2 separate regions of the Drosophila melanogaster genome follow, and region 1 is linked to region 2. The links are chromatin contacts, called in public Hi-C maps. All regions are on one chromosome and are shown on one strand. Each heading gives the region's core, a stretch centred on a gene start, on an enhancer-like site or on the middle of the called end of the contact. The rest is flanking DNA. Distances are from core to core; before and after follow the strand shown. Region 1 overlaps Pde11 (Phosphodiesterase 11). Region 2 overlaps CadN (Cadherin-N).

What was found. A called contact is a pair of places that touch in the nucleus more often than the background predicts.
Region 1: a contact with region 2 is called in a Hi-C map of the Kc167 cell line, with 8 times the contacts expected there. The contact joins two enhancer-like sites. A contact is called at or near these places in 23 of 107 Hi-C or Micro-C datasets (the Kc167 cell line, the OSC cell line, the S2 cell line and 7 more) and 1 of 6 datasets of contacts at active chromatin or transcription factors (the Kc167 cell line).

Annotation. Positions count from the first base shown.
Region 1 is chr2L:18,574,985-18,577,684 of dm6, forward strand. The region is part of intron 2 of Pde11 (Phosphodiesterase 11); the gene reads right to left. Among named protein-coding and RNA genes, the nearest start is that of Pde11, 14 kb to the right of the region's middle. Within about 2 kb of position 1,382, at least 23 of the 39 cell types and tissues checked have an H3K27ac peak or open chromatin away from gene starts, as enhancers often do. A contact at or near this core is called in the Kc167 cell line, the S2 cell line and eye imaginal disc, where this site is marked.
Region 2 is chr2L:17,714,610-17,717,309 of dm6, forward strand. The region is part of intron 9 of CadN (Cadherin-N); the gene reads right to left. Among named protein-coding and RNA genes, the nearest start is that of CG43231, 11 kb to the left of the region's middle. Within about 2 kb of position 1,417, at least 35 of the 39 cell types and tissues checked have an H3K27ac peak or open chromatin away from gene starts, as enhancers often do. A contact at or near this core is called in the Kc167 cell line, the S2 cell line and eye imaginal disc, where this site is marked.

The sequences.
Region 1 (2,700 bases), core at 132-2,631, 860 kb after region 2:
TGTTCGACTGAATATTTTAGGTCTTTGTTCTCCCGCCAAAAAAAAAATAAATAAAACCGAATGAATGGCGCATAGTATGGGAATCGCGAGAACCAAGTTACCCAAGCTTCCTTTCCATTTCTTAAAATCGCAAACAATTACGAAAATATATTTCTTTCCATTCACATTTACATTCGTTGACAAACAGCCGCAATAGAAAATCTCACCGCTGTCAATAACGGGCACGTTTCGCATTTTGGCCGAACAAAACTGCATTGTAATGGCGAGTGCTATCTAAGTGTTGTATCTCCACAATGGTCAAACAATTGCCTCGACAGCACACACAAGCCCACACGTAGGAAGCCGCAAATTAAAGCCAAGATAATCAAGATCGAGAAAAACAGTAAACAGTAAAAAAAAGCAAGATAAAAAACAAAATACAGACTGAGACTTTTGTGATGCAAATCTTCCACAACCAGCACGAATTATTCAATGAAGACGAAGCAGCTGCATCAGGTAAATAATCGAGACGAGGTGCTAATCGAATGCGCAACGTGCGACACGGAAAGTGGAAAGAAAATTTAACAGAGCCGCCGCCATAAACATAATGTGCGTCTCGAATCTATACAACGATTGGCCAGATGTCTCAAGAAATGTACTTTAAAAATCTCTAAAAATCGAACAGGCATGAGTATATGTTTCTGGAATAGTTTTGACAATTTCAAACTAGCAACAGTGCAGAAAAATGCATTCGTTGCTATATTAAAACTTATCTGAACCTATATTAACAATAAAACACATTACATTACATTACATTACATTAAGATATTTAAAACTATCTACTGACCAAGTCATTTACAATCATGATCCGTACTGCACCCACGGAATGAAGCGGCAAGAGTTAATGAACAAGTGAAACACTTATGAGTCGACATGAACTGGCCAGTATATTTGCTTTGGGGTCACTGTATAAGGCCTTTGGAAACCCTTTTAGCGCTACCAGGGATCATCGAACGGTGACCGAAGAGCGCGACCAGCATTGAACTGCAACTTGCAAATTTCTAAAGCAAAGAAAAGCGAGGCAAACGCTTAATTGAGCCGTATATGACGGAAATCGCTTGAGACGCAAATAAAAGTGCGACACGAGTGCAACAGAAACTGACAGCTGAACAAGTTAAAGTCATTAAAATAACTTTGCGACAAATGTGGTGGCGAGTACTTGTCAAATCGGCACGACTAAGTGGCGAATATTATGCTTTATTTTGAGGAATTTCCGTTTCAGGAAATTCGCCAGATGCCATTCCAATGTAATGCTGATTAATTCTACAACTTGTTTAGCGTAGTGCTACTATATTTGCTCACTTTGTATTAGACGAATTTCCGTTCAATTCGCATTACTCATACGCAGCGTTAACAGCACTCTACGCAATGTTAACCGTTTACGTCACTGGTTCTAATTTCACTCAATAGAGCTTTCTGTTACGATTTTAGCCGAGACATAAACCATACGTAAGAGTGAATACCGTTGACGTAAAGCTTTAAATATATGGATTCTCCAAACTATATTTTAAAAATCATTATATCGTAAAACTAAATATGTATAAGATATAAACATATAATATATATATCATATTTATTAAAATGTAAAAAAAAACATCACAATTTTTAAATGTAATAAATGAAAATCTTAGTAATAGCAATGTAAGTAATATGACAAAAAAGCCCCAACATTTAATCTAAACCATAGAAGCCACACACTTTTTATCGTGCTTACAAATTTAATGCATTTTCCAAAATTTCACGACTGCACATATTAATTTATTCTTTTTTTTATGTTTGCATTTATGTAAATCCAATATTCACGCTTTTCGAGTCCTTCACACACCCGACGAGAGTCATTCAACTTCCAGTTCTCCACCGTCAGCCTCCCAAAAATCGTGACCATAAAGCAAAAAAGAGTGACCCCGTCAAACGACCGAATAAGCTGAATACTCCGGGCCAGGATTTCCACCTGTGGCCACCGTGATGGGCACCAAAAAGAAGGAAAGTCAAAAGCCCAGATAATGGCCATAAAACGAGCAACAAAAGAGGGCCAAAGCGAATAGAATGCTGCATGTAACGATAAATACATTCCTAAATGTTTATTGTTCCATTTTGCTACTTTGTTGCCGCATCTGCTGAGAGATTCAATTTCAAATTTGTTGATCCCGCTGTTGTAAAATGCTAAATGGCCAATTATTTTGCACCTTCCACGAGGCACTTGAGATTCACTCGCTGATGCTTTTGCCAACTTCAAGGAAATTTCTTGGCCACAAAAGAACCAGCCAAGGACCAATTGAGGGGCCATTGAACCGTCGTTGAATGCCGCAACTTGTTGCAGACACTTCTCAGCCTCGTAAGCAGCCACCATTTTCCACCCGGGGCAACATCAAACGCTTTCAAGGCCGAATTGCGTCAAAAACTTTGTCAAACAACTAATTAATATGCATATTACAGGCGATGAAAGATCGGCGGGAGCAGATTTTTAATGGGTCCATAATTAACATAAATTAACAAGAAGAGGGTAAAATCAAAAATAATTTAAAGGCGGTATTTAGTAGGAAAGCATTTGTTAGCCGAATATTTGTTATTCGCTTTAAAGGACTTTCAAGTTATAATTTTGTATCCTTCGACCAATATCTAAGCACTTACTAAATATGTTTAAGGTCCTAAATACTTTCC
Region 2 (2,700 bases), core at 167-2,666:
ACGACATTTGTTCAGGAAAAAGGCAAAAAACAAAATGATATAATATAGTTGGAACCTTTTATGTAAAGAAGTTCTAAAAATGATGTAGTTATAATAGTAGATTTTTGGTTAAAACTCAAAAATAAATTGTAAACCAACACCGCAATTAAATAAGTTATAAATTAATCGAAAAACGGGAAAGGAAAACATTTTAAGATTACGGTCTTTATAAAAAGTATTTCAAATGCAGTGCAGAATATTTTGTAAAGTCTCGACCCTAGCCTTCGAAAAAAAATGTTTAATTATTTAAATAAATATTTATAGCTTTAAAATGAAAATGTCAACTAAATATTTAATATAAGAAACTGATATTGGGTTTTGTGCATTTAATAAGTACAATTTTCATAGCATACTTTACACAGTTTGCTGCGGTTTTTATTCTTTTCGCTTTCGACTATTGCTTTTTAACATTTTTGAACACTTTGTGTAGTTACCTTGCTCCACTAGCTTACGACTAAACTGCAACCTTGTTTTGCTTATGATATATGGCGCATGTCTAAGCAGGGTATTTTCCAAATGAAAACCAACACCAAAAATTTCATTACGATTCTCACAATTCCAGGCATTAATTCATGTAGGGGTTTTGAGTCTTTTTAGGGAAATCACAGATCCAATGGGTGATGTGTTTTGTTTAGTATATAGAGAAAGAAATAAGACTCGGCAAAATCCAAAAAGATTCTGAGGAGCAACCATATTTAAAAAACGAATTGCTCGATTCAAAATCAAATACACACCAGCAACAAAAGATTGAAGGATTTTGAATTTTTGCACTTCCATTTTCGATTCGGTTTCACAGATTGGTCAGGACTTTTGGTTGCTGCATTCGGTGAGAGCTTTACGATATGCCAAAAAAAAAGGGATTTGCATTCCAAAGCTCACGTAACAGTGAATAGACCGTATGTTCAAAATACTTGAAAGCTTAATGCTAGGTTTAGGTTAGCCGATTGTTATTCCGCTGGTTCAAAAAAATGTTATCTAGACTATGTTAAAGGAGACCGACAGCTGTTAGACTCGCAAGTTAGGTTTAGTTTTAGTTTTAATGTTAGGTTGTGAGTTCTCATTGGCTATACAAACCTTGCCTTAACCGATGTTACAACCGTACCCACAGTGACATTCTCGCGTATGTGAATCGGCCCGTAAATGCTCTTATCCCAAATGGGTGGCTTATTATTCCGATCGACGACATCTAACTCAACATCGACATCGGCTGCCGAGGCGGGAGTGCCCTTATCGGAGGCACTAACCCTCAATCGATAACGGTCACGCTGTTGAATGATTTGATTGAGTGGGTGAATTTTGATTGAAGCAGTACAGAACAGTTAGGGCGAAAATGTTAGCGTCAACAGCACAACGGGAGTTAACATTGCAAGGAGTAGTCGAGAACCGAACCCAAAGTGTTAGCACTGGTTACGTTTTGGTTTGTGTACTGAGTTTACGTTACGATTACGTATTTGATGGCATCGTTGTTCAAATCGAAGGTGTTACAGAAATCTCTTAGGTTTGAAGGATCCGCCTTAACTAATGACCAATATAATCCTATTATCTGAATATATTGATGCTTGTAATTGCTTTCTACTTGTTGTGGAATAATAAATCACAATAATTTTACTGTATAATTTTAGAGAGCATTGAATGGCTTCAAAACCGAAGGATTTCTTTGGCACCTCCAACTGTTTAAATTAAATCCAATGATTTTAGAAGTATAAGAAAAATTAACACAAGATATAAATAAAATATATATGCGATTTGTAACATTTGGGATGGGAAAGGATACGTTTATAAGTAATAATAGTGTTTCAAGGATCGGTGGATCGGTTCACATAAATGGGTGGATTCTTTTGACGAGACTATTATTTGCATTATTCTGAGTTACCCTACGATGAAATGAGTCCTAAATTCACAACTATTTACATTTAATAAAATGCAACCTGTTCCTCGAGTTAGTTTCGATTTTTTATGTTAGCTTACAGTTTTGGTTTTTTAACTGCTTAAAGGGGTTAGCACAGTAACAGTAATTGCATTTACTTACTGGATAACAACCCTAAATTGTTGATATATTTTTTCAGTACCATTATATTGGATATGTAAAGATAAATTAAAATATAAACTATTAAAATGCCTAAATCGTATTCCCTCTCAAATGGTTAGTTAACAAATAAAAAGCAAATAAAAATGTAAAGTGCATTTAAAATAAGAATATAAAAGTAAATGTTTCCTATCAAAATCCTGTACAAATTAGGCCACATTTCGCATGGGCATGCAAAACTAAATGTTCTTCAAAAATCCATTTAAACATTGGTTTCAAAAATATAATAGCTATAGCATAAATACTTAAGCTTTCAGCAAGAGACGTTCAAAAAATTGCATAGTCTCGACAAAAAGTTTTTTTTATTTTGCTTTGGGATTTGTTGGGAAGATATTTGGGTATAAAATAAAGAGAGGCAATACAAAATTATGCTGTTTTGAAAGTTCAACTAAATTCAAAATATTTAATGGATAAAACCATTAAAATAGGTTCCAACGATGCTCAAAAATATTCGTGATCGTTTCGGGGTATGCGCTTTTATTATATACATTTTTCTTAAACCTATAAACCTGTCACCAAAAATAGCTGAACTGTTATAAGCATTTTCATACCAACTTCTCTCCCTTAGTTTTTTT